2 separate regions of the Sus scrofa genome follow, and region 2 is linked to region 1. The links are chromatin contacts, called in public Hi-C maps. All regions are on one chromosome and are shown on one strand. Each heading gives the region's core, a stretch centred on a gene start, on an enhancer-like site or on the middle of the called end of the contact. The rest is flanking DNA. Distances are from core to core; before and after follow the strand shown. Region 1 has its middle 50 kb from the start of FAM60A. Region 2 holds the start of FAM60A (protein FAM60A).

Region 1 (7,211 bases), core at 1,871-4,370:
ACCATACCAAATATTGGTGGGGACGTAGAGCAAATGAAATTCTCATGTACTGCTGAGAGCAATGGAAAATAGTACATCTACTTTGGAAAACAGTTCGATGACTTTTTAAAAACTTTGACATAGGATTCCCTTGTGGCTCAGCAGGTTAAGGATTGGTGTTATCACTGCCATGGATCTGGCCCCTGCTGTGATGAGTTCAATCTCTGGCCTGGAAACTTCCACATGCTGTGGCCGTGGTAGGCTGGCAGCTATAGCTCCGATTCGACCCCTAGCCTGGGAACTTTCATATGCTGTGGGTGCAGCCCTTAAAAAAAATTAAATTAAAAATAAAAATAGGAGTTCCCTTTTGGCACAAAAGGTTAAGAATCTGGCAATGTCACTACCGCAGCTCTGGTTGCTGCTATGGCTGGGATTCTATCCCTGGCCCAGAAATTTCCACATGCTGTGAGTGCAGCCAAAAATAAAAAAAATTAAAAAAAGAATAATTACATACAAATACAAAATTTGGGGAGTTCCCACTGTGGAGCAGCAGAAACAATTCTAACTAGGAACCATGAGGTTGTGGGTTCAATCCTTGGCCTTGCTCAGTGGGTTAAGGATCCCACATTGCCTTGAGCTGTGGTATAGGGCAGATGTGGCTTGGATCCTGCACTGCTGTAACTGTGGTATAGACCGGCAGCTGCAGATCCAATTAGACCCCTAGCCTGGGAACCTCCATATGCCACGGGTGCAGCCCTAAAAAAAAAAAAAGAGAAAAAAAATTTTAAAGTTTGACATACACCTATCATATAATCCAGTCATTCTAAGGTAATTAATTACTGAAGAGAAGTAAAAGCATATGTCTACACAAATACTTGTATGTGAATATTAATCACAGTTTTATTTGCAATAGCCAAAAACGAATCAACCCAATTGGCATTACAGATGAATGGACATGAGTTCCCGCCGTGGCTCAGCGGAAATGAATCTGACTAGTATCCATGAGGACGAAGGTTCAATCCCTGGCCTCGCTCAGCAGGTTAAGGATCTGACACTGCCGTGAGCTGTGGTATAGTTTGAAGATGCGGCTCAGATCTTGCTGCGGCTGTGGTGTAGGCCCGTGGCTATACCTCTGATTCAACCCCTAGCCCGGGAACCACCATATGCCTCAGGAGCAACCCTATACAGATGAGTGGATAAATAATTTGTGATATACAATGGAATACTACTCAGCAATAAAAAGGAGCAAACATTTGATACATATAACATAGATGCATTTCAAAACAATTATTCTGAGTAAAAAGAGCAGGCAAAAAATAAATTCATGCTATAGAATTCTATTTGTATAAATTCAAACAAAAAATGCAAATAATGTGCAGTGACTGTTGCTGCTTGGAGATGGAGGCTAGGGGCAGAATGACAGTCACAAAGAACCTTTGGAAGTGACAAATATATTTATAATCTTAATTGTAGAGATAGTTTCCTGACTCATGTCAAAACTTAACACTGTATACCTTAAGTATGTGAAATTTGTTGAATGTCAATGATGTGTCTCAAGGTTTCTTAAAAGTCTAATTGAGGCGTTCCCACCATGGTGCAGTGGGTTAAGACCTGGTTAAGGCTAGTCTCCAAATTCTCAGTAAATATCCAGATTCCACCCTTTGCCCTCTGATGTTTACTAAGAAGCTGTCAAATGTAAAGCTCTACCTTACTGGGCAAGCAATAAACAGACTTTCTGTTTGTTTCCGTGTGTGTGGGGGGGGGTTTGCTACAGCAGTACAAATGCTGAATCCTAACCACTAGACCACCAGGGAACTCCCTAAACAAAATGTTGTAATCATAATTCAGGAAGCCAGTATTCAACATTATTGATCATATATATTTCCTCTTCTGAGTTATTTTAGTAATCTTTGCATATTCATTATTTATTTATTTATTTATTTATTTATTTTGTCTTTTTGCTATTTCTTGGGCCGCTCCCGCGGCATATGGAGGTTCCCAGGCTAGGGGTCGAATCGGAGCTGTAGCCACCGGCCTACACCAGAGCCACAGCAACACAGGATCTGAGCCACGTCTGCAACCTACACCACAGCTCACGGCAACGCCGGATTGTTAACCCACTGAGCAAGGGCAGGGACCGAACCCGCAACCTCATGGTTCCTAGTCGGATTCATTAACCACTGCGCCATGACGGGAACTCCTGCATATTCATTTTTAATGTGTATTTTTGGTTTTGACTTATCTAAAAATATTTTTGAGCTATCCTTTGCTCTACGAAATGTTAATATTTTCTCACTTTTCATTTTAATTTTTGGTATTTTTTGTGGCAAAGAATTTTTTAGTTTTCAACTGTTCAACGTTATTATCTATTCCTTATAAAACAAACAAACAAACAAAAAGCAGCTTCTAGTGCCATACCACCTGGGTTCAAATCTCTACTGCTTACTAGCTGAAGACCCTTGTTTATCACTTGTTTATCTCTGCAAACCTGGTTTCCTTATTTATCTCCCCACAGGAATGTAAGCTCCACAAAGGAGGTATTTTCGACTGTTTCATTACCTACTATATCCCCAGCTCTGGGAACAGTGCCTGATACATGGTAAATATTTATTAAATGAGCAACTCTACAAAGCCAAAACAATAATCTTATTTACATCATAAAGTTGATATACGAATGAACCAGTCCTTGTATATTTTAGTCTAGAACCATACCTGGCATAGAGTAAGAGCACAAGAAATGCTACCCATGCCATAGTCCTGCTGTTTTGTGAAGTCTTTACTGGAATACCTCCTCCCCCACTTTTCCTTCTCCCTCTTCCACTCCCATGGACTCGCACCCCAGCTCCCCCTTACTAGCACCCACTTGTCACTTGAAGCAACTTGAATCTTTGGGCAGCTCGTAAGTCCCTTTGAGAATCCAAGGAAAGCTGTGAACATTCTCTAGTAAAATGTGCCTACAGACATACACACAAACTCACTTTTATGCACAATTTCAAGGAGCTGGTAGAACCCTGACGCTGAACCGCCTTTTTTACTCCTGATTTAAATCGACATTAATGTCAAAACTCCTTACTGCTTCGACGCAGCAAACTTCAACAGGTCACAGGAAATTTCTCAGAGCAGCTCTTAACTGCAAGGGTCAAAGTCCAACTGCTCTTCTGAGTTGCAAATTGCTCTCTCGTTCTGAGGTGAGGACAAGGATTGATTCTTTCTGACTGCCCTTTTCAAAGCAGAAGAGCACAGTAGGGGACAAGGGCCGGCAGGAAGGGGGTCCTAAATGAAAGGAGGAGCCTCCAGCATATTCTAAGATCATGTGTAAACTTCTGCAACTCTGTTTATTTATCTGTCTCCCAGTTGGTAATCAATAAACCAACTACTATAATGACCCGAGTTCCTGTCTTCTGCAGCAGTGAAAATGGAGACCGTCCCACTGCCCTTTCAGGAAAACACTGGATGGGTGAAGGGCCCCGGGCCCAGCCTCCCAGCCCCTCCTCCAGCCAGAAATGCGCAGTTCCTGGGGGCTGGGGGTCTCGGTCTCCCGCTCCCTTGAACGGCGGGTTAAGACTCTCTCATCTATGGATGGTTCTTTCACAGAGCCAAAGATGATTGGACTCAGAGAACCCAGAAGACTGGTCCAGCCCTTTCTTTCTTTATTCTGGTTAGAAACAGACCCGGAGGTGATGTGATTTGCCTGAAGACGGCAACTTCCTGGAACTAGAAACCAATCGGAAGACTTCCATGTTGGTGTTCTTCCCGCTGTTATCAGGTTACCTCGGAGCCTTAGGATCTGCCTTGGAAAAGGAATGAAGAGGTCTAGGGAGACTGGAGAGAGCCACTGAAGGGAAAAGGGTTCGGAACTGGTAATTGCTTTTGGCAGGAGATGAGAGAGGAGGGGGTGATACAGTGTGTAACCGGCCTCGGCCCGAAAAGCATAATGTGAACAACTTAAAAACTGTTTTACGAGATCGTGAATTCTAGTGAGTGCAACTTCCACGGGGGCTGGGGACTTAGCTGTTTTGTTTACCCAGCCAAGTGCCTGATGCCGAGTAGGTACCTAGTAAGCCTTTGCCGCCTGGATGACTGCAAGGCTGGAGGCGCCTCCTTTCATCACTGAGCTGTAGGAGGAGTTGTGGAGCTAAACCCTACCTGGGAGGCAAGTAAGTCCTCTCCAGTTTTTCTCAGTTGTGGCTTTGCAGTGAATATGCTTTGTTCATGAATCATTGATGGCCTCTCTTGATTATTTCCTTAGGATATTTTCCTAGAAATGGGATTACTGGGAAGGGTATGCACATATTTAAGACTCTTGATTCGGAACCCCTCCAGTGGTGCAAGACTGTATCAGCTTCCCAGCAAGATGGCTCAAACAGGGTATTGTCAAGCTCCATTTTAATTTTTTTGCCATCTTGATAGGAGAGAAATAATATTTTATGTGCATCTCTTTGTGGGCTAATTAGATTAAGATTGAACTAATTTAAAGAAACCCTCTAAAAACCCCAGAGAAATCCCGTGTGGGGTAGGAAACCAGTGAATTTGGGTACATTCTGCCCAGTAAGGGGAAACCTAAGGGCACCTATTGTTTGGAACAATTTGACCTGAAGATGTAAACGTCTGAGCCTTGCCAGCGAGGCTTCCCCTGAGCTAGGGAGGGGGAGCTGTGACTTACTACTTTCTCTGTGATTTTCATTTCCTGGTGAGAAGTTCATGTCCTAAAAACAAATGAAAAACTAGTATACAAATCCTTAAGGACAGCAAGAAAAGGTAAAAACGGGGTGGGATGGGGGGGGATGATTTCAATGTAAAATCCTGGGGAAAGGGGAGGAGTGAGTGGTGAGCTTTGAGTTGTATTTCCAGAAGGTGGGAAGTAAATCCCTGGGGTCTCTGCCAGTCTGGAGGGGCCCTAAGGAGGGCTCCCGAGAATTCGTGCAAGGCTGCTGTTTGGTTGTGGAGCTTACAAAGGCCAGTGGTCCCCCAAGGACCCGCAAGGGAGTTTTAATGGACTTCTGAGGCTCAAAGTTAAACTGCCAGGCACAAAGGAAAGTGCTAAGGAAGTGGGGGGCAGCCAGACAGTCCAGGCTGTGCTCTAGGAGTGCTGAGAAGGGAGCTTCCGGGTTTTTCCAGCGAGGAGGCAGCGGTGAGCTGGGGAATTTTTCTTGGCTTATGAAACAATGAGGACTTCTCACCCAGGCAGAGCCTGGAACAGGTCCCCTGCTCTTCAGATATCCACTGGGTTCTTTTGCAAACCACATCCAGGAGGATAACCATTGTACAAGTGTTTACAGGCAGTTTTAGTTACTAATCTAGCTCTCATTTACTCTCAACTAAATTTATAATCCTAATTACTGTTCTCAGCATTTTCTTTCTTAAAAAATTTTTTTTTTTTACCTTGTCCACGGTATGTGGAAGTTCCTAGGCTAGGGATCGAACCACAGCAGTGATACAAGCCTCTGCATTGACAATGCCAGATCCCACTGCACCGCAAGAAAACTGGAGCATTTTGTTCATAATAAACAAACAAGATGTGTTTTCTAGTTGCTGTTTTTAAACTTTGTAGGGGAGTTTCTTTTCCTGATTGCTTTAAATTTCCTATGAAACTTTTAAATTTAGCAATCAGCTTCTCATAGCTCAGCAATCTACAAATTTTCCTGCCACTTTAATTCTTCAAAAAGGGCTTAAGCCAAATATGAACCAGGAGTTGTTAGAGGTTTGTTTAAATGAGTGATTTCCAAATCTCGTCACACTTCAAAAATCACTTGGTGGCTTTAAAAAACAAAAAATAAACCTAAAAAACCTACAGTTGTCTCTACCTCCCTTTTGGGAGACTTGTTTTATAGGGCTGGGACACATCTTCAAACCGGTATTTCTGAAAAGCCTCCCAAGTGATTCTTAAATTGTTGCAAGAAAGACCAATTTGGGGGAGCTGATGTCTAAGCGTTTATCAATTTTCTTTGTCCTTTAATGAAATTTGGAAGCAGCAGCTTTAACTTCTAAGATATTAAGTAATGCTCTGCATTTCTGGAAAACATTCCTTTTCACCTCCCTCCCCACCTGCCCCAGGCTTCAAAGCCCTGGGCTCTGCAGTCCTTACCTGACACTCTCACTGCCTCCTGTTCTTTCTGGTTCCCTCCACTCCTGGTTTTCCTTTCTGGCAGCACATTTGGGCTTTCTTTGGTGAATGACCATTGGCTTTCCTTCCTGTACTGTCTTTCAAAATGCTGTTGCTGCTCAGGGAGTCCTGGAAATCTGGTGCCCTATTATCCACTCCCACAATCGGCACCTGGGTGCTTAGGACACCCTAATCTGCATCTCTCACTATTTTTCTGGGCAGCTCTCCAATTGCCCACATTTCAGCTGCCTACTGAGCATCTCCTCTTGGATGTGCCAGAAACTCACTATTTCTCAAATATTAAGTTCCTAGCCATGTTTTGTCCTCTGTATTTCAGAGAAAGGGTCTACCAATTTATTCACAGAAAGCTGGGGATAAACGACCCATCCATTTAAAGCCACCATTTAGGAAGCAACCAAGATGGCCTTTGGTAGGTGAATGGATAAATAAATGTGTATATTCACACAATGAATCATTATCAGAATTTTCACTTTTCAGGGCTGCATCCGAGACATATGGAAGTTCCCAGACTAGGGGATGAATCAGAGCTGCAGCTGCCGGCATATGCCAAAGCGGTGGCAACGCAGGATCCAAGCCATGTCGTTGACCTGCACCACAGCTCACGGCAATGCCAGATCCTTAACCCAGTGAGTGAGTCCAGGGATCAAACCCGAGTCCTCATGGATACCAGTCGGGTTCATTACCACTAAGCCACAATGGAATATTGTTCAGCACTAAACATATATAACATAAATAATGGAATATTATTCAGCACTAAAAATAAATGAGTTATGAAGCTATGAAAAGAATAGGGGAAACTGAAATGCATACTGCTGAGTGAAAGAAGCAAACTTATTTCACTGCATGATTCCAACTATATGACATTCTGGAAAAGGCAACACTATGTGACAATAAAACATTAGTGGTTGCCAGGGCTGGGATGGTGGATGAGGATGAACAAGTGGACCACAAAGGATTTTTAGGGCACTGAAATGAATTCTGTATGATGTTAAAATGATGGATATCTGTTATATATTTATCAAAACCTATAGAATGTACAGCACTAAGCGTGAACTGTAAGGTGAACAATGGACGTTGTGATTTTAATGTATCAATGTAGGTTCATCCT
Region 2 (7,211 bases), core at 1,215-3,714, 50 kb after region 1:
ATACAATATAAAATTCTTGCCCTTAGGAAGCTAACGTTTTAGTGAGGGGTGTCAGGTTTTTTCTCCTTTGTAGGTATTTAACGTATGGTTTCATATACAGTTATAGAAATAGTATGCTATAGAGCCTACAGAAAAAAAAGAAGCATTAATTGAAGACTTGAGAAGTGGGTTCATCGTGTGTGTACCAGGAACTGGCTTTTGCATTAAATTAGCATTTCAGAAATATCTATCTATTTATTTTTTTCAGTTTGATATTTCTTTTTAATTACTCTATTTTACTACATTTATAGTTGTACAACGATCATCATGACCCAATTTTGTAACATTTCCATCCCAAACCCCCAGCACATCCCCTCACCCCCCAACCTGTCTCATTTGGAAAGCATACATTTTTCAAAGTCTGTGAGTCAGTATTTGTTCTGCAAGGAAGTTCATTGTGTCTTTTTTTTAGATTCCACATGTAAGTGATACCATATGATGTTGATGTCTTGCTGTCTGACTGACTTCACCTAGCATGATAATTTCTAGGTCCATCCATGTTGCTGCAAATGGCATTATTTCTTTCCTTTTAATGGCTGAGTAATGTTCCATTGTGTACATGTACCATATCTTCTGTATCTAGTCCTCTGTCGATGGACATTTTGGTTGTTTCTATGTCTTGGCTATTATACTGCAGTGCTGCAATGAACATTGGAGCACATGTATCTTTTCGAGTCATGGTTTTTCTCTGGATAGATGCCCAGGAGAAGGATTGCTGGATCAAATGGTAATTCTGTTTTTAGTTTTCTGAGGAATCTCCATACTGCTTTCCACAGTGGTTGTACCAAATTACAATCCCACCAACAGTGTAATAGAGTTCCTTTTTCTTCACACCCTCTCCAGCATTTATTGTTTGTAGACTTTTTTTTTTTTTTTTTTTTTGGTCCTTTTGCCATTTCTTGGGCCACTCCCTTGGCATATGGAGGTTTCCAGGCTAAGGGTCGAATCGGAGCTGTAGCCACCGGCCTACACCAGGGCCACAGCAACACTGGATCTGAGCTGCGTCTGCAACCTATACCACAGCTCATGGCAACTCGGGACCTTAACCCACTGAGCGAGGCCAGGGATCGAACCCGCAACCTTATGGTTCCTAGTGGGATTTGTTAACCACTGAGCCACAACGGGAACTCCTGTTTGTAGACTTTTTAATGATGGTCATTCTAGCCAGTGTAAGGTGGTATCTCAAAGTGGTTTTGATTTGCATCAGAAATATCTAAGTCCACATTGTTGACACTACAGTGAAAGCAGTGAAACTTGTCAGCAGATGATTAAGTTTTATGGTTAATGTCCACACTTTTGCATCTTGGGACCAATATCAAGTTTCTGGGAAAAACATCCTTCCTGTCTCCCCATGTCTGTCATTAAATCAGTGTCTCAGCCTGTTGGTGTTAGATGTGTTCTTGGAATAAAGGTGTACCACAATTATTTTTTTTCCATTTTTCACTTATTGGTCTGAGATTTACTTCAGTTCTTCAGTTTTTTTTTTTTTTTTTCTCTTCTGGGGCAAGAAGCATTTAGATTGTTGGTTTATTACATATTCCATAAGGGAAACTCTGCATTTCACCGGCAACTTTTTCAATTCCCAAGACCACCAGTTGGTGGTATTATTTCTGGGTGATTGGATCACCCTTTACTAGCAGCTGGAGGTGGGATGTGTGTCCCTAGATTACTGGCTTTCCACTATAAAAGAAAAGCGACACTATTCCCACGGAAATTAACAACTCTTCAACTGCAACAGGCTTGAAATCTTAAGGCCAAAGTGGAGAAAAAAACTGAATTATTATGGAGTGGGTTACTCTTTGAGGAGTGCAGACGGGAGCTGGTGAATGAACAGAATGTCAAAATGGGACTTTATTAAACGACTCATTAAAACTGCAAGAAAGACAAATCTCCGTTGGCCTCAGAGAATTTAAAAAAAAAAAGATTCAAAAACCCTTTTTCAAGCAAAACTTAGGAAACATGGGAGAAGTATTAATTCAATCTGGGCGCTTGGAAGACCACCTCCCCTGCCACTTCAGTTCAGACACTGGGCAGAGATGTGAAAATTTTGCAAAAACAGCCTTCAAAACTATTTTTCAACGCGAAACGGTGTGCGCGAAAAGCTTCCGAGTGTAAAGTACGACACGCAGCCCAGTGTTCTCCCTGGGTTGCTAACCTTTCCGCCTTTCCCCTCTCGCCACTCCCCCTTAGCCTGGGCCTCCAGCCAGGGGGCGTTTGTTTACGTGACGTCACCGTAGTAAGCAGTCCCCGCCCCCGTTTCCCTGTGGCCGCCGCGTTTCCCGCGCCGCGGCGCTTCTCCCCTTAAAAGGACAATAGAGGCCTCGGGAGCGCGCGCGGCCGCCGGGCCTTCTCCCCTCCCAGCCCTCGACGCGCGCGCGCCCGTATGCAAATAAGTTCGATTCAGGAGAATTTTGTACCAGGAGCTGCGCGTGCGCAGAAGGAAAGCGGAATCTACACCTTCCCCGCCAGCCGTGGCAACTGCAGAACTGCAGGAGACAATCTTTCTAGACAAGGCAGTTGAGGAGGAGGGAGCGATTGGAGCGTGGGTTGGCTTGGCGTGCACTCCCCACCTCTGAAACATTATTGCGCGTGGAACGGTTGCTTCTGGAAGGTGAGTGACTCTAACCATTACTGCGGTGCAAAACTGTCTCAGGAGGCTTTGATTTCGGAGTGGCTTTTTTTCTCTTTTCACCTCACCTCACCACCTCCCCCAGTCCTTCCACAGACACACACGCACACATTCATATACGCACACAGGAAGTTTTGTCTTGGAGATGGCATTGCTTGGAGCGCGGTTTTCGTGGTCCTCAGACCCCAGATTCTTTGTATCTGCATGTTTAGTGTGTCCTTTTTAATTGGGGAGGGTATTTGAGGCAAACCGAAAGTCTTGGGGTGGGGGAAGTGAGTGAAGCCTGGAAGAGTGAGGAGTCGCCGGAGTTGAGGGGTCCACATTGAAGGTGACAATGACTTTTCTCAGCCGCAGTGCTCGCTGGCGAAAAGGAGCCTGGTGGCTGAAAGGCCCGAGAGAAAACGAGTTGCTGGCGACTGCCGAGGGGCCCTGGGTCGGTGCACCCGCGTGGGCGCGCGCCCGGGAGTGGCCGGGCGCCGTTGTTGGACCTCGTGGTTGAGTTTCTTGCCCCCCCACCCCCGGCGCGTGTTTAGATGAGTGTGGACAATGAATGCCCCTCGCTCGAAAACTAAGTTGCGTCTACTTGTGAGCTGGCCGGCGGAGGAGGTTTAAATTGGCCTTTCGGCTTGGTGCCGGCATGGCCGGAGTGCATGCGGGTGGCGTTGTCCGCCCAACTCCGGAGGGATGCGGATGCGACAATGAGCAGCACGCGGCCGCTCGGAAGCGGCCCCGGCTCTGAAACGCTTCTCCCCAGGGCCGCGCCCAGGCAGCGCAGGCGTTCGGGGTGTCTGGAGCCTCAAGTTTGGTCCGCAATTTATTCACCTGTAGCGTGGTTTGGGCGCCGCGGCGCTCTCTAGGGCCACGGTGTACGGCTTAAGATGGCCAGTCGGAGTCAAGTTGACTTGGGGATGGAGGCAGCGGCGTTGTCTGCGCCGGAGGAGTGCGGGAACTCAGGAGGGCACTGCTTTTTGTGCCGAGCGTGACAGACCACGTGCTGGGGCTGCGACCCGGGTTTGCTCCCAGGTCCGGCTGAGCCTCTGGCTCGCGGTCAGCCGGGAGATGCGGGTGCTGTCGGGGCCGGCCGGCAGGACAATGTGACTTGCTGATGATGGCGTCTTGCCAGTTTCAAAAGCAGAGTGAAAGTCGCCAACTCTCGGCCGGTGCAGGGCGGGGAATCCGGGCGTTTCTCATCAAGGACATTGCAAAACTTTGATTAAATGGCCCCGCTGCTAGGGGAGGACGGCAGGACCGGCCCCGGACTTTTGGGACGTGGGGTCCGGCCCCTTCCCCTGGGCGATCGTCTAGTATCTCCCTCAGAGAAACAATCCCACGTCCCTCCTGCTGCACGTAGGCAGCGCCCAGCTGGACAGAAAACAAAGAGCCGCATGTGCTGTTGCGGGCCCGGCGGGCGCTCTGGGCGGCCGCCGGGCGGAGGGCCGTGCAGGCCTGGCCCCCCGAAGTTCGGGCGAGTTTCGGAAGGGGCTTTTGTCCCTCGGCCTCTCGCGGGGAAACTTTCGCGGCGCTACTAGTGCGCGGTGCGGGTGTGCGGAGAGGCAGCGTGCTTCCGCGCGGCCAGCGGCAGCCGAGGGGCCCCGCGCTGGAGCCCGGGCGCTGGCTGCTGCGACGACCGAGGGCTCGGCCAGCTCCCCGGGACCGGCGCCTGCGTCTGGGAGGTCTGTGGATCCGCCTTTGAAGTCGAACTGTTGCCATGTTTGAATTACGTCAGGGCAAAGCCATGAGGAGGAACAAGCCCCGGCAACGCGGCGTGCGGGAGGCGCGGCCTGCGGGAGGCGCCGGGCCGGCCGGGTGGGCGGGCGGGCGCAGGGCCCGTTGTTCCGGCGCAGGTGAGGGAGGCGGCAGCGAGGGACGCGCTCGGTTCCCGCCGCTGCCGCTGCCGCCGCCGCCGCCGCCGCCCCCGCCCGGGCGGGCAGCTCTCCACAGGAACTTTCCTCCCGACCGCAGTTGTGTTTACGCACCGATCCGCCTGGGAGCGGTTCTGTTTGCTGCCTGGGTGTCTCTGTGTCGGCCGTCGCCGCGTGCCGGGGTGTGTGTATGTGGGGGGAAGCGCAGCCTGGGGCGGCCGCGGAGCACCGGAGTGGGAACCGGGAGGCGTTTGACTGCTTTCGGGGAAACCCGCGAGCGCGGCGAGGGCCCCCCCACCCCAGCCGAGCCGTGCGCAGCCCGCACGATCAGGGGACTCAGCCCCGACGACACCCAAAAACCACCGCGGGGAAGTTTGGGGACTGCCGTTATCCTACAAAGGGAAGTGAGGACTGTGAGCGAATCGTGGGTGCAGCTCTTGTCTTTGTGTGTTTACGTGGGGGGTGGGGGGCGGCAGGGGCGGGGGCTGTTTGGGTAGCGGGGCTTCTTGGGGTGGTAGGGCGGTGCAGAGTTTGCTCTAGAAACTCTGACCCTCGTAGGTTTCTTTGTTTTTAATTTCTCCTTCTAACATTCAATGACTCCAGGCACTCAGAAGACTAGGAATTTCTGTTTCGCCAGATAAGGGCCCGGTGCGAGGCAGTTTCTCCCCAGCAGTTATTCCCCCCCACCCGTCACGCATGTTGTCTTAAGGAAGGTTAAGAAAATTCTGCCTTCCCTTCTCTTCTAATAATTAAAAAAGTGAATTTGACCTTGTCATTCAAAGTGCTCTGAAAACACCTGTTTTTGAACTGGAGTTTGACAGACTCGAAAAGCCTTTTGATAATTTATGTTGCAAAACCGAACACATTTATTAGTTGCTCAATCTAAATTAAATTCTGGTGGAGTTGGAGAAAAGCCCGATGGCTTTTTTTTTTTTTTTTTTTTTTTTAATTTCTGTTAAGATTTGGGGATAGGGGAAATCTTCCTTGGCCCTCAAGGTACGCTTGGCTCAGTGTTCCTTCTCTGCCTTATCTTTGGATGACCTTGAAGAAGCTGGTTCAGAGCAGTTAGGCCTTTCTTGGAGGTTTTCTCTGGGGGTTGGGGAGGAATCTGCTCAGGGCATGGCAGGGTAATGGCTAGCTGTCGTTGCTAGCCGCTTCCTAGTTCCTGTGAACCAGGGTTGACCTTCTGGTTACCCCTCTTAGATTTTCTTTTCAAGCTAACTTTTTTTTTTTTTTGGTATGTGGCCCCAGGCATAGCTCAGAAATCATGCTGGTTTGACACATGGATGCTTCTTTGGTATTTGGGGTTTGCCTGCAGTCTAGACATCCGATAAGCAGAACCACGTCTGTTGCTTCTTTCCTGATTTCTCCTGCATTTGGATCATATTTAAGGCTTAGAATCTGAAAGTGATCATTATGGAAAAATCATAGTATCCTTAGATGCCACACCCACACAAACCAAAACATCTACACAAATTGAAATCAGTTTTGTGCTTTCATTGTTTTGTTACAAAACACATTTTTCCCAAGTTTTGGTTGACCAAATTACAAATATCTGGAGGCTACCAATATTAGTAACAGTACATTTCTGAAGTGAATAGAAAGAACTTGTTCAGAGACTGAGAAACTTTGGATTTAATAACTTTACGCCTTCCCTTTGGGCAGTTATTTCTCTGCGTCAGATATTTAAGATGCACATGAGGTGCTTTGCAAACACACTCTTTGATTTGTTTTTCTTAGTGTTTTATAGCTGAGTTACAGCTAGAATTTCAATATCCTGGAAAATTTCAAATAAAATTTATAGATCTTAATGGGTTTAGTTTTAAATATCTCATAATTTGTGCAGCAGAGATTTGGTTTATCAAGTTAATGAGTTGAGAATGGGAAAGACACACAGACAAGGTCTCTCTTCTCCCCCCCGCCCCCCCCTCAACCCCATGACTTGAGGCAGTTCCTGGCCTGGGATCCAGCCCACACCACTACCACAGCCCTGGCCAAGCAGTGACAATGCTGGATCCTTAATGCACTGAGTCACATGGGAACTCCACTGCCTTCCCTTTTTGCATTATTTTTGCAGGAGATTGAAGATAAAAAAAGTTCAGTAGATAGTGTATTCTAGAACCTTGGTGGGCCTCAAGGCTGCTGTTGCACAGTACTATTAATTCTGTAAGTCTGGAACCTGGATGATCATTTTTTTCCCCCAGAGTTGTAATCAGGTCCTGGGAAAACCTGGCTCAGGGGGTCAAACTCAGAAAGATTTATGTCAGAAAAGCAATTTGAAAATGATTTTCCAAGTAAAATAAGTTTTTTCACCAGGGGAAGCTTAAGCTTATTTGAAATTTAAACCACTGTCGGAGTTCCTGTCATGGCGCAGTGAAAAGGAATCCGACTAGGAACCATGAGGTTGCAGGTTTGATCCTTGGTCTCCCTCATTGGGTTAAGGACTTGGTGTTGCAATGAGCTGTGGTGTAGGTCATAGACGAGGCTCGGATCTGGTGTTGCTGTGGCTGTGGCGTAGGCCAGCAGCTGTAGCTCCGATTAGACTCCTAGCCTGGAAACCTCCATATGCTGCTGGTGCCGCCCTAAAAAGAAAAAAAAGACCAAGAAAAAAAAAAAAAGAAATTTAAACCACTGTCATAAGCTATTATAAGAACAAATTTACCATGCCAGGCTCATAGTAG

Evidence for each region. A called contact is a pair of places that touch in the nucleus more often than the background predicts.
Region 2: a contact with region 1 is called in a Hi-C map of epiblast stem cells, with 4 times the contacts expected there. The contact joins the promoter of FAM60A here to the enhancer-like site in region 1. A contact is called at or near these places in 1 of 5 promoter capture datasets (liver), 6 of 47 Hi-C or Micro-C datasets (alveolar macrophages, embryonic fibroblasts, epiblast stem cells and 2 more) and 2 of 2 datasets of contacts at active chromatin or transcription factors (alveolar macrophages and skeletal muscle).

Annotation. Positions count from the first base shown.
Region 1 is chr5:42,877,126-42,884,336 of Sscrofa11.1, forward strand. No RefSeq gene overlaps it. Among named protein-coding and RNA genes, the nearest start is that of FAM60A, 50 kb to the right of the region's middle. Within about 2 kb of position 3,121, at least 46 of the 83 cell types and tissues checked have an H3K27ac peak or open chromatin away from gene starts, as enhancers often do. A contact at or near this core is called in embryonic fibroblasts, epiblast stem cells and skeletal muscle, where this site is marked.
Region 2 is chr5:42,927,981-42,935,191 of Sscrofa11.1, forward strand. FAM60A (protein FAM60A) reads left to right here and starts at 2,465. Exons shown (of 6, transcript XM_021092101.1): 1 at 2,465-2,650.